Regions from separate parts of the Mus musculus genome. Here regions 2, 3, 4, 5 and 6 are each linked to region 1. The links are chromatin contacts, called in public Hi-C, Micro-C and promoter capture Hi-C maps. All regions are on one chromosome and are shown on one strand. The core of a region is the stretch at or near the end of the contact, and the rest is flanking DNA. Distances in the headings are between cores, read along the strand shown. Region 1 holds the start of Wnt11 (wingless-type MMTV integration site family, member 11). Region 2 holds the start of Tsku (tsukushi, small leucine rich proteoglycan). Region 3 holds the start of Mogat2 (monoacylglycerol O-acyltransferase 2). Region 4 has its middle 20 kb from the start of Tsku. Region 5 holds the start of Map6 (microtubule-associated protein 6). Region 6 overlaps Gucy2d (guanylate cyclase 2d).

Region 1 (2,700 bases), core at 120-2,619:
AAGGCTGGACCAGGAACCTCCAGTTTTCCAGAGGTTCAGTGTGTTGCAGTAATTCCTTCTTCAAAGCGAATTCCTGGACCGACCCTCTTCAGTGCCCATAATCTATCAATCCCTTGTTTGATCTGCAGGCTCCCTAACCATGACCTGAGCAAGGCAGACACATTCCTGTTCTTGACTCTCCCACTCCGGGCACTGTACTCTGAGAGTGTCCTCCATATCTCCTACCTGCCAAACTCCTCACTTGTGCAGCCAAAAGTGGCAGCCTCTAGAAAATCTCTGTAACCCTCATGGGTGACCCAACCAGGCTGCCCTCCTCCGAGCCCCGGAGCCTCCACTCTTACAACCCCTGGAAAGTTATTTACAGCCCGGGCTTATCTCTCCCAGCCCAGGGACAGATCCTTCAGGAAGGGGCTGCCTTTCCCCATATCCCACTCCTTTCACACTGCCTACGGCAGCCACCACAGGAGGAACTAGCACTGCACGAGGAAACCAGGAAAATTGCCCCCAGCGACCATTTATCCTTCCAGGACATCCCTTAGCTTCGGACCTTCAGCAGCTCTTTAGGGAGTCTCCAATCAGATCCCAAGGAGCCGGTACTAACTATCCTTCTGACAGACCGAGTACTCGGAGGCCCCAGAAGGTGACACTTCCCCCAAGGTCCCCAGGTGGAAGGGGTCAAAACTCTCTTAGCAGACCTCCTGGAGGCTGACAGGCCATGATCCCGAACTGGACCCTGTGTCCTGAACTGAGCAGACTCTCTCTGAGTTGTGCCACTTGGAGAGGATGTTTCCCTAGTCCCTCACTGGCCTTTGAGCAACCCTGGCCTGGATGAGAAAATCCGCTCACCCACTTCGCAAGCCCGCGGAGGGTAAGAACAGCATATCACAGAAGAAGTCGCCGAGCTAAGAACGGCTCGCCCACGACGCCCAAGCCAACTTAGCCTCGCAGATTTTGGTGGGCTCACCCAACCTCTCCAGCTTCTCGCCCAATGGCCCATTGGAGTGAAAACGGAGTCCTACTTACAGCCACTTGATGCCATAGCACACGCCGGTGTGGAGCGCCAAGGCAAAGAGCAGAGCCTCGCAGACCTGCGGCCGCGCCCTCATCGTCGCGCGCGCCCGGCGCTCCCGGGGGTCGCACCCTGCAGGAGCCGCACCGAACTCCGCCGCCTGCAGGCCACCGCTGCTGTTCCTGCGCGCACGCCGCCTGCAATCACGGAGAACAGGGCGGCGGGTTAAGGCGGCGCGCGGGCTGGGAGGCGTTTTATTCAAATTACAAAGGAGGGGTCGGGCCGGGGAGGCTGAGCGAGGAAGGAGTCCGCTCTCTCCCCGAACCGCCCGAGACCCGCCGGCGTCAGGCTCGGATTAGGTGAGACCCTAGCGCGGCCGAGGGCGTGTCGCCCAGGGCAGATCAGGGTTGAGCGGCCCAGGAAGGACAGGGTGAAGCAGATAGGAGGTTCTCGGGAGACCCAGCAGAGAGTCTGGAGAGGACCGCAAGGAGGAGACCCCACCACCAGCAGCAGCGCGAAAACCAACTGACGTAGCGACCGCAAGGAGAGGAACTGATCCGGAATATGATTTAGGCTCCTATACTAATCCACGATATCGATTATTAGTTATTGCAGCTTTAATGAGTCTACAGTTTATTCATCTGCGAATGGGGTGATCTGAGCAGAATTCTCCTTTTACAGAGAACAGTCTCCCAGTGTAGCCAGCCATCTTTACTCCTCTCAGACCTGTGATGGGTATTGTCACTCCATCCATCTCAGATGAGGAAACCGAGGCCCAGAGATGTGGAAACATCTGTTCAGTTAGTTGTTAGGCTGTTCAGTTAGTGAGCACCCGTCTGGTGCTGGGCTGTTGAGCTATTTTGTCTACCTGTGCCGGGTAAGCTAAGGGCAGGGAGAACACAGAAGACGGTGCTATTTCTGGGCACCTACTTTCCAGTAAGGGAAGGGGAAACTGCAAAAATGGGGTGGAGGTGGGTGCTCTTTACACACTGAGGCATCTCCAGCGCCTGAAGAGCTACTTCAGACTTGCCACTTCAGTGCCTCGGTCCGGACGAGGCAGCGCCAAAGCTCCCTAGCAGAGCAGGGAAGCTCCAGGCCTGCAAGAGGTTGATTCTGGGACCGCCAGGCGGCGAGCTAGGGCCGCGGAGGAGCCGCCACCCCGCCCGCTTGCAGCCTGCGGAGCTGCTTTCTGAGGCTTGACTCCCTTCTCATCATTCTCACCTCATTAACTCCCTTCCAGGCTTCTCCCAAATTTACCAACACCTGGCATTCGCCCCGAGTCATACACAGCCCCTCTCCTCTCTGGAGCAGCAAGGACAAAGGGATTCCTTCCAAAAGGGTCTACAGAGTCTGAGGAAGGAGGTGCCAGACTTGGGGGGGGGGGGGTCTCTGGAACAGGGAAGAGCGGTTCTCATCTGGCTCTGTGAGTTTGGGCAATTCCTCAACCACCCCAGCCTAAGTTTTCCCTTTTATTAAAAAGCAAAGACCTGGACTCCAGCTTTCTGATCTTCGTCTGATCTTCTCTCTGTATCCGCTATTATTATACATACCTGTGTAGCCTATGCACGCCTGTGTGTTTCAAATGTACAGGCTTGAACACACACACACACACACACACACACACACACACACGTTTGAAACGTCATAGTTTTCTGGGGCCTTCTGGCAGAATCCAGAGGAATTCAAGCAGA
Region 2 (2,700 bases), core at 100-2,599, 480 kb after region 1:
CCTAAAGACCTCCTATTCCCAAGGATGATGGATTTTTTTTTTCTTTCCCTCTTTTGGCTTTTTGAAACATTCTTTCTCCAGAGCTAGGCTTTCACACTGACAGTTATCCTGCCTCCCCCTCCTAGGAGACAGGGACCATTGTCCCCTCTCCTCATTAATAGCAGGGTTCAGCCCAGGTGAGTCCCCAGGGCCACATGGTGGAGGGAAGGGAAGGGTCTGAACAACCACTTTCTTCTGAGTGTGAACTTGACTTTGCTGACTGGGAACTTCCTTTTCCTCGGGCAGACACGCACAAGCCCAAGCAAAGATTTCTGTTTTTAAATAATAAGGAAGAAAGAAATGAAAAGACTGTGTGCAACAAGCCTGGGCCACGGCAGGGAAACATGGCTGGAGTTCCCCACCCAGGGGCCCTTTCCAAGGTGGCAAGTTCCTGGGAGGTCCAGAGACAATACCACACTTCCCTCTAACCCTTTACTTCCCTCTGGAGATAGGCACTGTCTGGGTATGTGGATAGAAGTACCTGCAGCAGGCAATTTCTCTCTTCACTCATGTATTTTTTTTCAAACACACACATGTCATATATCATATATATTTGCATATATATATATATATATATATATATATATGCAAATAATTTCGGCAGAAGAGGATGGAAGACTTAAGCCGCTACTACAGAGCAGTTTCCCTTCTTGGAAATCCAGCCAGAAGTTGACTTTCCCTCCAGGAAAAAAAATATGTCTGTTAAGTCTGTTGCTTTCTCCCTCACTTGGTGTCTGCCAGCTTTCCTGCTTTTGCTCTCTCTCTCTTCTGTTCTGCCTTGTCTCTTTTCTCAAACACACCCATTAGTGACTCTGGACCTTTTTTAAAACTTTTTTTTTAAGTGGGGTAGGGGAGAATTTGAGAGAAAAACCCTCACCCACCCATTCTTGCCAACTAATTCTGCTTTCCTACACACACACACACACACACACACACACACACACACACACACTGGCGACCTCCAGATGTTCCCGACCCAGCGGCCATCTGCTGAGATTACTGGGACGCGCAACTGAAGGAAGGCAGAGGGGGCAGGGATCCGGGTTGCAGGAAGCTGGGAGAGGCCTTGTGGAGTAGGAGGGAACCGCGCACTTTTTAGACGCTCCCTAGGGTGGAACCCGTGCTCGGCCGGCGGGGGCAGGGCTGCTAAAACGCCCCCCTAGACTTGCACTTTAACGACGCTCCCTGAGCTTCCTGGCCTGTTGCCGGTGCAGCCACTGGGTGCCGAGCAAGGGGAGCCCGGCGGCGGGCGGGGACGTGGGGCGGGACGAGCGGCGCGGAGAAAAGCGCCGGCCCATGGGCCAACGCCGGGTCGCCTAGGTGAGCGTGCCGAGGCGACAACTGCAGACCTGCCAGGTGGGTGCTGTCGGGAGGCGCAGCGAGATCGGCGCGCATTTGGAGGTTTGGAGCCCGGGACTCCAACCTCACCGCCCCATCCCGTGAGCAGGCCAGCGCGAGGGGCGGGTCCGGGTCCTGCCAAGGCCCCTCAACTTTTCCGGGACACCGAGCCATAGAGTCGGGGGAGCAAGGGTGAGGGCTTTCAGGAGACAAAGGCTCTGCCTGGGGGTCGTGGGCGTGGGCCGGCGCCTCCAGGGTCTTTGTAAGAACACGTGCATCTCACGGTACTGGGTCTTTTGTGGATTTGGGTTCGGAAGCCAGCATCTGCCTTGCCTTTGTGTGTGCGTGGCTTTGCATGGCTATCTCGCTCCAGTGTCCCCGTTTTGCAGCCTTGCGTTTGGTTGTGGGGACCGGTGGGCGCTCCTAGTGTCCGCATACGTGGTCTATGCTTGTCGACGTGTCTGAGTTGAGTATCTGTGGGGTATGTGCGCACTGAGAGCCCTGAAGCTGCCCCGACTCTCTGCTCCCTTTCTGTCCATCGTTTTCCCCCTACTTGGCTTCAAACTTTTCTCTGGGTTCCTCCGGCAACGCCTGTTGGCAGCCCTTCTCTGTCTCACCTCCGGAGGTCCTTTGAGCCGGGAGGGGATGAGATGGATTTGGTGGGTTGGGGGTGATCTGCAGTGCCTGGCGACTGGCCCGGGCCAGGACTGGGCGGAGCGTGCGGGACACCCTCACTGGACCCCAGTGGGAGGAGGGAGGGGACACCGCTGGTCTGGGCTCCGGCCTGAGGCCAGAGACCCGGGAATAGCGTACTGCTGGCAGTAGTCTGCTCTGCGCTCCGGGGACAGAGTGAGTGCGGACTGAGATCAGTCTGTTTGGTGGAGAGACTTGATTGGCTTTGAGTTCCGGCTCTGCTTTAACCCGACCCCAGAGTGAGGGGACGAACCTTCCAATCCAGTAGGTGAGAAAAGCCACGGTTTGTCTGCATCCGGCCTGCTCGCGGCCCCTAGCCCTGATTGGGCTGTGATGAAAAGGGGCTTTCCACACACTAGTTTCCCAAGGGATGGCCAATGGCTCACGTAGGGCACGGGCGTGTTGCAGAGCCCGTTGAGATTCGGTCACTGATGTGGATGAAGTGAGAAGAACTCTATGCCGTGGGAGCGGAGCGCACCGTGGTGGTAACCAGCGTGGCGAGCTTAGCTGAAAGCGGCTCCCGCCCACACTTGGCCAGGCTCAGAGGTGACTCAAACTTTGATCCTTTCTTGCTCCATGCTAGCCTTTCGGATAAGTCTAGACTTGCAAAGCCCTCAGAGTGGGAGGGGC
Region 3 (2,700 bases), core at 114-2,613, 400 kb before region 1:
CTAAACATATCCTGGTTCCCTGGTTCTTCTTCTTCTTCTTCTTCTTCTTCTTCTTCTTCTTCTTCTTCTTCTTCTTCTTCTTCTTCTTCTTCTTCTTCTTCTTCTTCTTCTTCAACATAAAACACAACAGGTGTGGCTGGAGGAAAACAATAACTCTAAGGAAACTCTGGCTATAACCTCAGCAACTCAGGAAGTGAAGTTGTCCTTTGCCATGGTGTGAAAGAGTCGAGCTGACCCAGGCAGGGGATGAAAGTTGAGTTCAGTGAGACGTACAAGCTATGATGGATGGTCAAGGAACCACCTGGATCTTCAAGTCTAGACGTGGGGCAGAGAGACAGGAAACAAGCCACCAGCCTGAACACAACCTTCAAGGGGCAAGAGGAATCAAGGATTAGTGGTGTTCACCTCTCATCCCAACTCTTGGGAGGCAGAGACTAGAGGCCAGCTTGATCTACAGTAGGCAGAACAAAGGAGTCCTAGGAAAAGTAGCTTGGGAGCCGAGAGGCAAAAGTGGAGGGAGAGTGTAAGGATCTAAGGTGACTGAGCCTGCTGACCAAAGGAGATGAGCAACCTGACTGTCAGCTTGAACCTGTGAGCAGAGTTTGTGGAATGTTGTAAACGTGTAACGTGTGGAGCTGAGGACCTACACGGTGTGGGGGATGGAAAGACCCTGAACGCAGCCCTGCTGAGTTCTACTGGTTAGTTACAGAGGGAAGGCAGACAGAGGAGATATGGGCACAGGGCTTTCTGATGCCAACTGTCGCAGCTTGTTTGTGAAGGAAGAGCAGAGCAGTGGACCTGTGAGAAAGTGAGGGGATCATTGGGCAGGGCTGAGGGGTCACCACTCCGGTCTCCTTGGGCTGTGGTTCTCAACTTCCTGATGCTGCGACCCCTTAGCACAGTTCCTCATGTTGTGGTGACCCCCCCCCCCAACCATAAACTTATTTGTGTTGTTACTTCATAACTGTAATTGTATTACTGTTATGAATGGTAATGTGAATATCTGATATTCAGGATATCTGATATGCGACCCCTGTGAAAGGATCATTTGACACCCCCTGGGGTCGTGACCCATAGGTTGAGAAGCACTGCCCTTGGGGTTTCACCTCTTTGCGCCCTACCTTGAGCAGATTCTAGAGGGTGGGAATAGTGGTTTGGCAGATAAGGCATTGCCTAAGAGAACTGATAAGGATGAAAGAGGTTTCTCTTCCGCCTTTAGCCTGGTCTAGGCAGAGGGATTACAAGGTACGGGGAAAAAAGGATGTGGCGTGGGCGGAGCAGGAGGGCCCTGGAGCTGGGCTGGGCTGGGCTGGGCTGGGCTGGGGCTGGACTGGGGCTGGCCTGGCCTGGCCCTGCCCCTTCAACCTAGAGCAAAGCCCGTGTGTAGAGCCTCCTGAGCCAGCTCAGCATGGTGGAGTTCGCCCCCCTGTTGGTACCATGGGAGCGCAGGTTACAGACCTTCGCGGTCCTTCAGTGGGTCTTCTCCTTCCTGGCCTTGGGTAAGAGGGTAGCCGCGGGCACACGGGAAGGGCAGGGCAGCCTCAGCGGGAGCACAGGATGCTTAATGGAGAGATTCAGGAGGGGGCTTTGCTGGGGTCTTCCAGAGCCTCGTGTGGGTATGTCTCCCATGTCTTAAGCAGTCTTCAGTTTCCTGGACTTTTGGGACCGCTGCATCCAGGCTTTAGCTGCAAGCTGCTGAGGGCGGGGAAGCACCCGAGGCTGGGTGGCTATGCCTCTGAGAGGGAAGCTCTCCAGTTTACCTTTCGGAAAAAGGGAGCTGGAACTGAGGCCAGGAGAGAAGGGACCGGCCTCTGCTTCCCCAGCTGCATGGTGGGGATGCCAGTGTCACCCTATGGGGGAACTTGTAGAGAAAATGCAGAAAGCTGGGAACTTCTATGAAAGGCAGATCTGACCTGGCTCCTGAGGTGTGGCTCTGTCCCTCTCCACCCTGTAGATGCTCCAGCACCGCTGTGGACCGGGAAGGAAGAGTGGCTGGGAGCACGGGAGGGAGCCTTATCTCCTTTGTTGGTACTAGACTGGGGAAGGACTGCCACCCCAGGACTCAGATTCAGCCCGAGTCCAGATACTACTGCCTGTCAAGACAGTCACATGCTCAGTGCATGCTTCACACACACACACACACACACACACACACACACCCCTCGGGTAACACACGTGTATACGTGTGTATGTGTTCCCACCTCACAATGTTTCATCTATATGGTTTATTCCTGCAAAGTGGGCTTTCCAGGATCACACACCTTTAGCACCCATTTTAAATGGGTCTGTACCTCTGTTCCAGGGTCGGTTACCATTTTAAGTACCCCTGGTAACAACCAAGCAGAGGAATTGCATATTTGAAAGGCCCAGGCTGTGAATCAGGAGCCTGGCAACTGCTCCTTCCAGAGGAAGAAGGGATGGGGGATGGGCAGAGGGCCTGGGAGGAGGTGTGGATACAAGACAGAGATGGCGGGTATAGAAAACAGAGGGCAGGCAACCTAAGCCCAGGGATGGCTTGGGTCAAAGGGCTCCGGAGACCCAGAGCCATGTAGTTTACAGCCACAACCTCACAGGGTCTAATGGACACCAGGCTCGGGTTGCCTCCTGTGTCCTTGAGGACAGGAGTTATGTCTGACTGGGTGAACCTACCCCATCCTTGCAGCCTGGGCCTGGGCCTGCTCTTACATAGACCTGGCAAGA
Region 4 (2,700 bases), core at 41-2,540, 500 kb after region 1:
GTCTGGAGGTGGGCTAGGACAGTTGACCCCAGTGAACTTCCCCTATGGTTTTCTAGCCCCTTGACCTACGCCCACTCTGCTCTCCCTTCTTACTGATGATGAGAGTGCCCCAAGTGCCCCCATCCATGGCCCCATGGGCTCAGAGGGGTCTCTCCCTCAAGCTGCAGGAAACATCTTCCTCCCCTGCATGATTTCAATCGTGTTAGCCAAGCGAGGAGCTCAGGCCCACGTTTGCTCCTTCTGGGAGGTCTATGCCCCAGCTTGGGGGTGTGAGCAGCTGAAGTGCAAAGGATAATCCCAGAGTACTAGAAAGACCCGGAAACCATCTTATTTTCCCAAGTGTCTCACAGTTTAGCTTTAGGATTACATAATCTTTAAACTTTCACATGGGTGGGTGTGGTGGGTGTGGTTCAGGTCTTAGAACAAGCAGATCCAGATGGATTCTACTGCATAGCTGATACTGGAGTTTACAAAAGGATCTTACACATTTGAAAGCAGGGCAGGGATGTATGTCACAAGCCCCCCTCCAAACTGCCCTCTTTTCTCTCCTCTTAGAACGATTTGTGTTGACATGGAAAAGAAAAGAAAAGAAAAGAAAAGAAAAGAAAAGAAAAGAAAAGAAAAGAAAAGAAAAAGGAAAGGGAAGGGAAAGAAAAGAAAAGAAAAGAAAAGAAAAAAAGATGAGAGAAGAGAAGAGAGGAGAGGGGGGTGTCAGGGAGGAGAGGAGAGGAGAGGAGAGGAGAGGAGAGGAGAGGAGAGGAGAGGAGAGGAGAGGAGAGGAGAGGAGAGGAGAGGAGAGGAGAGATAGAGGGGGCTAAGATGATGTTGTAGCTGACAGGCTGGCCCAAAGGACCGGCAGGAGGCTAATTCACGAGGGGTAACCACTTTCTCTAGTGGACCTGTGAGAGATGACAAGAAAAATAAAACTCGAAGTCAAAGGCGACAGAATTCTAAGAGTGACAAGTGGATTAAGGAAGAAGGAGGGGTGGGTTGTGAGGAGGCGGGAAAGGGGGCTCAGCTCAGTTCTCCGTGGGTTTGGACGCCTCCCCTATCTGCCTCCAAAGCCTTGCATCTAGCAGAGACCCTACACATCGTCTTGGGGCACCCCGGGATAGGCTAAACTCAGCCCTGACCCATAGCCTCCCATGAAGGAGCCCCAGGCCAGCAACACAAGAAAGCAAAGTGACTGCGTAGTCAGGCCCCGGACTTCAGTTCCGAGGGTCTGACGGGGCGGAACTAAGAGCTTCCGGCTAAGCTTGTCATGGAGTTAATGCCCGGCAGGTGGCGCTGGGATTCCTACTCTGGTGGAAGCTCCTGGGCTTCTATTTCCTGCTTCCTTCCTGGACTCCTACTGACAGAAGCAACAAGTGAGTTGGAGGATGCTACAGGTCCGGAGCAGAGGGCAAATTCAGAAGCACGTATCTGATGACCAGAATTTTTCACGGTTACCAGGAACTCCATTCTCTTCACATAGTCCCCTCTGCTACAAGAACTTTCCTGCTCTCTGTTTCATAGAATTGAAAAATATTAATCCAGGTTCCCTAATAAATAGGGTTTTTGTTTTGTTCTGTTATTTTGTTTTAGAGTTTCCTATGTCCAAACCCAGGGATAGGTACTGAGGAAAGATCAGCGACTAAAGTCTCTGATGTTCGAGATGTTGGCACCTAGTTGGGAAGGGACAGCCCACACACACTGGACATGTTAAACAAGACCACACTACATACTGCCACAAGGTACAGAAGCAATAGATCAGTGTTCATAGGAGAGAATCGGGTCTCCGCGCTCTTACCTCTGAGCTGAGGTCTGAATGGAGGCCAAGCGAGGCCTGCAGGGACACTTCCCAGGGGAAACTCAGATGCCTCGCCCGTGAGAAAGGGACAGTGGGCAGGTGTGCAGTGTAAAGCCAACAGGGCAAGGACAGAGGCCTCGGCTGCCCGGGAGGCTACACTGTGGGGGTGTGCATCCCACCCCACCCCCACTGCAGAGGCAGCAGCTCAGCCATCTGAAGGATGGCCTGGACACACAAAGATCACTGCTGTGTGAGTACAGAACTGGCCAGAGCTGCCAGAGAGGAAGTCATTACCATCAACTGTGACGATGGCAGCTCGGTGGTAAAGATGTCAATGAGAATGAATGTAAAGGGTTTGAACTGTTTCTGGAGTTAAAAAACAAAACAAAACAAAACAAAACAAAACAAAACAAAACAAAGAGCAAAAAGCAAGCGAAGGAACAAACAACAAAATCCCTATCAACAAAAAGGAGTCTGATGAATCCAGCCCTGCGATGGCTTCCTTCTTGCTTTATCAGAGAGATAAGAAACGGAGCAGAGGGAGAAAACAGTTTGGCCAGGTCCCATAACTGATTAGTGATAAAATCTGGGCTTAAAGAGCATTGCTGTCTGCCACCCGTAGAGGGTTGTTTAAAGACTTGACTCAAAGCAAAGGATGGAAACCAGAGAGTAAGCTGCCCAGGCACTGATACAAGCTTAACATCAAACCCAGAGACCCTTTGCAAAGCGTTACCAAGGTAACCAGGTACTGCCCTCAGCATAGGCTCTACTGCTCCTTCAACTCTGGGAGCATCTCCATAAGGAGCATTGGTGAGACCCTGGCACTTAAGTTCTTTTGACTGTCTGTCCCCTGTGTCCCCTACACACACAGCCATTCCCTATCCTGACTCACTAGGGTTGGGTGTTGACAA
Region 5 (2,700 bases), core at 26-2,525, 430 kb before region 1:
CGCGCTGGTCTACACCGGACGCCTTTCCTGCCGCCAGCACCCCGGCTCCTCCAGCACCCTCCGGGTCCCGGGCATCAGCAGAAAGTTGCATGGGCCCGCGCTCTTGGCTCTGAGGCCGACGCTTGGGCACCCCGAGAACAGGTTGGGAAGGCTGCGAAGTCGCAGGGATTTGCACCGGCTTGGGGATCCAGGGATGGTCCCCGCGCCGGGGCAGCGGCCAGGCGCGGAAGTCCTTCTGGTACTGGGTCTCGCGCTCGAAGGGCGCGTCGGACGGCTGGTACTCGCTGCGCGGCCGGCAGCTTGGCTCGGGCCGCTGCACTTTCCAGGCGCGGTAGTCCTGTCGCATCACCGAGTCCGCGGGGCCTGAGCCGGAAGTGGAGGCTGAGGCCGCGCCCAAGCCCAGCCCGCTCCGGCCGGGGGCGGCTACAGTCTCGCGGTCGACGCTGGGCCCGGGCGCAGGCCCTGTTGCCCGGGCAACTGCATCCGACTCTCCCTGGGCTGGCTGCGTCTCTATGGCGACAGCACGCGAGGGGGGCGCTAACGCGGGCTGCAGCGGAGCTGGCGGCTGCGGAGGGGCGCCTGGGTGTTCGGTGGCCTCCGAGTACTTGGTGAAAACCAGCGGCACCGCAATGTCCGCCTTGTCCAGCTGGTTCCAGAAGCGGGCGATGCAGCAGGCCCTTGTGATGCACGGCCACGCCATGTTAGCCACAAAGCCTTTTTGTGGTCCTAAATCAAATCTCCAATCTCCCTTTAACCCCAACCCAGACCCGCCAATGTGGTTCCCACCGCTTCCTTCCCTTAGAAGCCCTTTGCCTCGTCCTCCACCCTCAAAGAGCACCCGGGGACAAGGTACCGCTGAGATAAAGTCCGTAAAGTCCCTCGATTGCCGGCTGCAAACGCCTGCTGCAGAGGAGCTGCTGTGGGCAGTGAAGAATAGGAGCGAGGCTCAGCGTCCCAGAGTCCAGGCCTAGGGCGTCTGGGCGCGCCCTCTCTGCGACTGCGGTGTCTAGCAGACCCCGGCAGAGCAAGGAGATGCTTGGCAAAGAGGCTGTGGGCTTAAGCCATGGCGCAGGGAAGGATCCGCAAGCAGGCTTTTATCTCCTTTCCGTCTGGTTCAGCCGGCCGCCTAGCGAGGCTTGGCAGCGGTCACCTCCAACCCAGACAGAGCAGAGAGCAAAACGGCCTCTATCTATACCCCCGGTGATGCCGCAGCCGCTGCCGCTGTCGTCTTCTGCTGCAGAGAGGCGGCCCCACCCTTTTTTGCGGCTCAGCAAGGGAGGTGGGGTGATCAAGAAAAGATGCTGAGAGTATGCGCGCTGCAGAAAAAAAAAAAAAAATCACCTGCTGTCGTCAGGGCGCGCAGCTGAGAGGTTGCCCTCTCCCTGTCCCCTCCTCCCTTCTCTCTGGCAGCTCCTCCCTTCTCTGTTCCCAGGCAACAGCAGAACTGGGTCCTTGATAGGTTCAAGTCCCAAGCTCCTGAGGACTTGCTGTCCTTGAGTTGCCAGCTTCATGTCCTAGAACCGAGTCTCCTCTCTTTCGTAAAATCGCCCCAACCAATGAATACTAATTTTTTAAGTGTAAGACCGCCCCGCCTCCATGAAATGTCTGTTTCAGACTAGATGCTTTGGCTTCTTTTAAAAATCTTTTTTACTTTTTTTTTTTTTTTTTTGGTTTTTGGCTTTTGTTTTTTCGAGACAGGGTTTCTCTCTGTAGTCTTGGCTGTCCTGGAACTCAGTCTGTAGACCAGGCTGGCCTTGAACTCAGAAAAGCCGCCTGCCTTTGCCTCCCAAGTGCTGGGATTAAAGGCGTGCGCCACCTTTTAATTATGTGCTTTTGTCTGTGTGTGGGTATATGCACATGGGCTCTGGTGCCTGCTGAGGCCAGAGGGTCAGAAGTAGATTTCCCTGGTGCTGTGCAGGCGACTATGAGCTCCCACCCCACCCCCATGTGAATGCTGGGACCCGGACTTGGGTCCTCTGGAACACCAATACAAGTTTTTAACCACTCAGCCCCTGAATAGATACTTTAAAAGGGAGAGCTGCAGTTAATTGGTCAGCTATCAGGCTGTACTTATGCTCCGTGTTGCTGGTTCTTGACCTAAGCCTATGTGTACAGGGCTTCCCCAGTTGTATGAGATTGGGAGAGGCCGGCCTGGGAGAGGCCGGCCTAGCCATACTCTGGCTGTTCCTTCTTTAAGCAACTGGGAAGCAGTGAGTCTACTCTCCCAGGATAAAATTGGTTCTTCTCCAGCCCAGATGCTGCACTGGGGGAAAGGGAGAAAAAGGAAGATTCTGGAAAGAGACCCAAGGGAGGAGGTAAGCGGCTGGATGAGAGACAGTTCCCTAGGAAAAGGGAGACCTCTTTGAGGGGATTCTCGGTTGTGTTTCTGCCTTCTTTTCTACTTTGGGGTTGAACAGATTTTGGAATCTAATGGACCTGCTTTGGCTCTGATACTCTCTTTGTGACTTGGGTTGTCTCTGGGCTGCAGTCCCCTGGGTCGGGGCGGGGGGTGGGGGGGTGGGGGGGGAGGGGTAGTAGAGCTAATAAATGCCTCGGGGTGGTTTCATGAGGAAAGTTAAGCACCCAGAGCAGAAGCCTGGAGTCCATACTCAGGGATTTGGATCCTGGCTTCTGCACTTTTGGCTCTAAGGCATAGACAAATTGTGGCAACCTCTGACCCTTAACTTTGTCTCTGAGCAA
Region 6 (2,700 bases), core at 21-2,520, 370 kb after region 1:
CCAGCACTGCAGGGTCAGCCACACTGGCCCTCACAGAGGTGGCATGCCCAGAGCTGCCTGGAAACAAGCAGCCACTTGCAAGGGAGGCCATGGCTGCCTGAAGTGTATGTGCTTCCTTCAAAGAGGAGGCTACCACAGAGGAGAAGCAAGACGAATGGCTGCCTCCCACTGAGCATGCTTGTAGACTCTGACTGTGCTACCTACTTGCTGTGCAGCCTCCATGAGGGACTCTTGCCCTCTCTGAGCTTCATGTGTATGGAGGGCTAAATCATCCCACCAAGGGCACACATAGTGCCAAAGATGGCATGCTGTGAAGACCTCGAGGCCAAGCTCTCCGTCAGGGTGAGGCCTGAGAATGAGGAAGAGCTGAGGTCAGTCGCTGCTAGCCTTCTGTCGGTGACTGCCCTGTCTCTTCTAATCTGCAGAGCAGAGCTGAGCCACTGGTATTTCAACCCCGTGCTTCACTAAGGGGAACTTTGGGCTCAGAGGGTGGACAAGCTTTGGGGTTGTTTGATGGCTTAGATGGCTAAGGCCTCACATCTCACACAGCAGGTTGAGCTGGGAAACCACACCTCTCCTTGTCCCCTTTCTCCTGTCCCAAGCCTTGTCCCAGCACTCAAATTCTTTGCTATGTACAGAGAAGTGCTCACCCAGCAATGCTGATGCTGGGGTGGTCCTTCCACCCAACCCCATTACCAACCCCCATCCTTATCCTCCATTCTCTCCCTCACCCCTACCCATACTGCCACCCTTGCAGGAAGTGGTTATATGGTTGCTTCTCAGCCCAGAAAAGATTCAAAGTGGTAACTAGATCCTGCTGTTGATGGGCGGGGGGACCAAGGCAGATGGGGGGAGTGATGAGAGATGCACTACACATCACAGAGGCTGGGCCTGCTGTTCCCCACATCTGGAGGGGTGTGCGGGCCTTGTTTGATTTCATTTCCCTCTGCTGGGAAGATGCAGGCCTCTTGGCTGGAGTTCAGAGCAGAGCTGAGCCGTGATTCAGAGCTGTGAGGGCCACATGTGTGAGAAAAGATTGGCAGAGGTAGGAGAGACAGGCCAGGGGTAACTTGGGGCAGATCAAAGCATGGAGGCGCAGGGAGACCTGTGGGACACACAGGAGGCCGGGGTGTGCCCATTGGCCTTCCAGACATCTTAGGAGCCATGGAGTCCCCAGGGGGAGCAGAAGAGAGGCTGGGGTCTCAAGTGGCAGTGGCAAAGGTGGTCACCACCATACTGTCTGCAGGAGAGAGTGCTTGTGGTAGCCTGTGAACACTTGGGGTTCCTCGTGGCTCTGCTGTTGTCTGTGTAGACCCAGGCAGGCTTCCTTCCTCTCTGGGCCTCTGGACTGAATCAACAAATTCTGCCAAGGGGAGTTTTACAAGTGCCAATGAGAGCAGCTACCTATGCAAGGGAGTGAATGGGAGACTGGAAAGATGGCTAGCAGGGAGCAGGGAGAGAGGAAAAAGGTGGGTGAATCAGGAAGAGGAAGGGTTATATGAGAAGGTCTGGTGGTGTGAGCCTCGAACACTCAGAAAAATGTGGTGGTCCACAGAGGTGGAACAGCCACAAATGCACTCAGAGAAGAGCTGGGTCAACTCCAGAGGGCTTGTGGGCCACTGTGACATTATCCCAAGAGAATCTATGTCGCAAAGAGGGTAAACTTCCTACAAGGGGCTGAGGACTCAACAGCAAGTTCAGCCCTCAGGTTCACCCGAGTCACTTCACCCCACCATCTCATCTGTAAGTGAGGGGTGCTAGCCCTTTCCTCCTAAGTCCTCATGCACACAAAGCCCTTAACCTGGCATCTTGTATACAGTAGGTGCTCAGTAAGTGCTGGGGCACTACAAACAGTGTAAGCAGCTTGCCTGCTCCATCTCCTGACTCTTTCCGGAAGAAATCAACTTAAATGTCACACTCCATCCCTCCTTGGATTCACATCCCCTGCAATGTGGCTACAACGCCCATCCACAGCTGGTACTGCGTCTTCCACCTCTTCAAGTTGTCTCCCTCAGCCAACAGAATTTGTCAGGAAAAGCAGTGTGCCAACCCCAGGCGAGAGCTCAAGGGCTAACATGCCTCTGCCCTCTCTCAGAACCCAGCTATACATGTGAACCATCTCAGAGAGACTCTGGGCCAGAGCCCAGTCCCTCCAGTCAAGGTTCCAGAGATGCAGAAAACCAAACTAAGATCAGCAAGCTGCCCACCTGGCCCACATCTGGCTGGAGATGCCTTGTGAGTCACAAATGGTTTCTTTGTATGCTACTGGACTTTGAGATTATTCATTACACAGCAGGGTTAATTGATACAAGCGCACAGTGAGTGGATAGACACAAATTAGTGGTGCTGGCTACAGAGAGAAGAAGGTCACCTGTTGTCCTCACCTTATACACATCATGGCTGTCGAGAACAGCATCAAACAGCGTGTAGAGATCATTGAGGAAGCCCACCACCTCAATGGGCTCACTCAAGGCTGAGATGGTGGTGAAGCCCACGATGTCACTGAAATAGATGGTGACCTGGTCGAAGTACTCGGGCTCCACTGTTGTCCCCATCTTTAGAGCATGGGCGACAGACCTGAGAAGTGAGAGGGGCCATATGAGGACCCTGTTTTTTTCCAGCTTGGAGGTTGGGGATGTGATAGGGAGGATGTCCCTGTTTGGCTAGTGTGTCAGCCACACTGGATGCACCTGTCCTAAC

What was found. Promoter capture Hi-C pulls out the DNA fragments that hold promoters and counts their contacts. Hi-C and Micro-C count contacts between places; a contact is called where the count stands out from the background.
Region 2: a contact with region 1 is called in a Micro-C map of embryonic stem cells, with 3 times the contacts expected there. The contact joins the promoter of Tsku here to the promoter of Wnt11 in region 1. A contact is called at or near these places in 2 of 39 promoter capture datasets (cranial neural crest and neural stem cells), 3 of 484 Hi-C or Micro-C datasets (embryonic stem cells, palatal mesenchyme and pro-B cells), 1 of 115 datasets of contacts at active chromatin or transcription factors (embryonic stem cells) and 1 of 9 other capture datasets (embryonic stem cells).
Region 3: a contact with region 1 is called in a promoter capture Hi-C map of embryonic stem cells, with 2.4 times the contacts expected there. The contact joins the promoter of Mogat2 here to the promoter of Wnt11 in region 1. A contact is called at or near these places in 2 of 39 promoter capture datasets (cranial neural crest and embryonic stem cells), 1 of 15 datasets of contacts at CTCF or cohesin (embryonic stem cells), 2 of 484 Hi-C or Micro-C datasets (embryonic stem cells and gonadal supporting cells), 3 of 115 datasets of contacts at active chromatin or transcription factors (all in embryonic stem cells) and 2 of 9 other capture datasets (liver and macrophages).
Region 4: a Hi-C map of B cells shows a contact between it and region 1, with 1.7 times the contacts expected there. The contact joins the enhancer-like site here to the promoter of Wnt11 in region 1. A contact is called at or near these places in 2 of 39 promoter capture datasets (cranial neural crest and hippocampal neurons), 3 of 484 Hi-C or Micro-C datasets (B cells, palatal mesenchyme and pro-B cells) and 2 of 9 other capture datasets (embryonic stem cells and liver).
Region 5: a Micro-C map of embryonic stem cells shows a contact between it and region 1, with 2.3 times the contacts expected there. The contact joins the promoter of Map6 here to the promoter of Wnt11 in region 1. A contact is called at or near these places in 8 of 39 promoter capture datasets (the SN4741 cell line, cranial neural crest, embryonic stem cells and 2 more), 3 of 484 Hi-C or Micro-C datasets (all in embryonic stem cells), 4 of 115 datasets of contacts at active chromatin or transcription factors (all in embryonic stem cells) and 2 of 9 other capture datasets (embryonic stem cells and liver).
Region 6: a promoter capture Hi-C map of cranial neural crest shows a contact between it and region 1. The contact joins the enhancer-like site here to the promoter of Wnt11 in region 1. A contact is called at or near these places in 13 of 39 promoter capture datasets (the 3T3-L1 cell line, 3T3-L1-derived adipocytes, the C10 cell line and 8 more), 19 of 484 Hi-C or Micro-C datasets (the AML12 cell line, B cells, the HPC-7 cell line and 11 more), 10 of 115 datasets of contacts at active chromatin or transcription factors (bone marrow-derived dendritic cells, craniofacial prominence, embryonic basal ganglia and 7 more) and 4 of 9 other capture datasets (adipose tissue, embryonic stem cells, liver and 1 more).

What each region holds. Positions count from the first base shown.
Region 1 is chr7:98,837,514-98,840,213 of GRCm38.p6, reverse strand. Wnt11 (wingless-type MMTV integration site family, member 11) reads right to left here and starts at 1,369. Exons shown (of 5, transcript NM_009519.2): 1 at 1,024-1,369. The coding sequence starts at 1,106.
Region 2 is chr7:98,359,937-98,362,636 of GRCm38.p6, reverse strand. Tsku (tsukushi, small leucine rich proteoglycan) reads left to right here and starts at 1,349. Exons shown (of 2, transcript NM_001024619.3): 1 at 1,349-1,395.
Region 3 is chr7:99,237,274-99,239,973 of GRCm38.p6, reverse strand. It overlaps Mogat2 (monoacylglycerol O-acyltransferase 2), which reads left to right and starts at 1,363. Exons shown (of 6, transcript NM_177448.4): 1 at 1,363-1,499. The coding sequence starts at 1,409.
Region 4 is chr7:98,340,166-98,342,865 of GRCm38.p6, reverse strand. No RefSeq gene overlaps it. Among named protein-coding and RNA genes, the nearest start is that of Tsku, 20 kb to the left of the region's middle. Within about 2 kb of position 1,290, at least 96 of the 459 cell types and tissues checked have an H3K27ac peak or open chromatin away from gene starts, as enhancers often do. A contact at or near this core is called in B cells, where this site is marked.
Region 5 is chr7:99,266,022-99,268,721 of GRCm38.p6, reverse strand. Map6 (microtubule-associated protein 6) reads right to left here and starts at 1,275. Exons shown (of 3, transcript NM_001048167.1): 1 at 1-1,275. The coding sequence starts at 700. Gm26705 (predicted gene, 26705) reads left to right here and starts at 1,504. Exons shown (of 4, transcript NR_103487.1): 1 at 1,504-1,577; 2 at 2,251-2,315.
Region 6 is chr7:98,467,456-98,470,155 of GRCm38.p6, reverse strand. Gucy2d (guanylate cyclase 2d) reads right to left here. Exons shown (of 19, transcript NM_001130693.3): 14 at 2,385-2,577. Among named protein-coding and RNA genes, the nearest start is that of Gm38588, 12 kb to the left of the region's middle. Within about 2 kb of position 1,270, at least 40 of the 459 cell types and tissues checked have an H3K27ac peak or open chromatin away from gene starts, as enhancers often do. A contact at or near this core is called in Th1 cells and memory CD8 T cells, where this site is marked.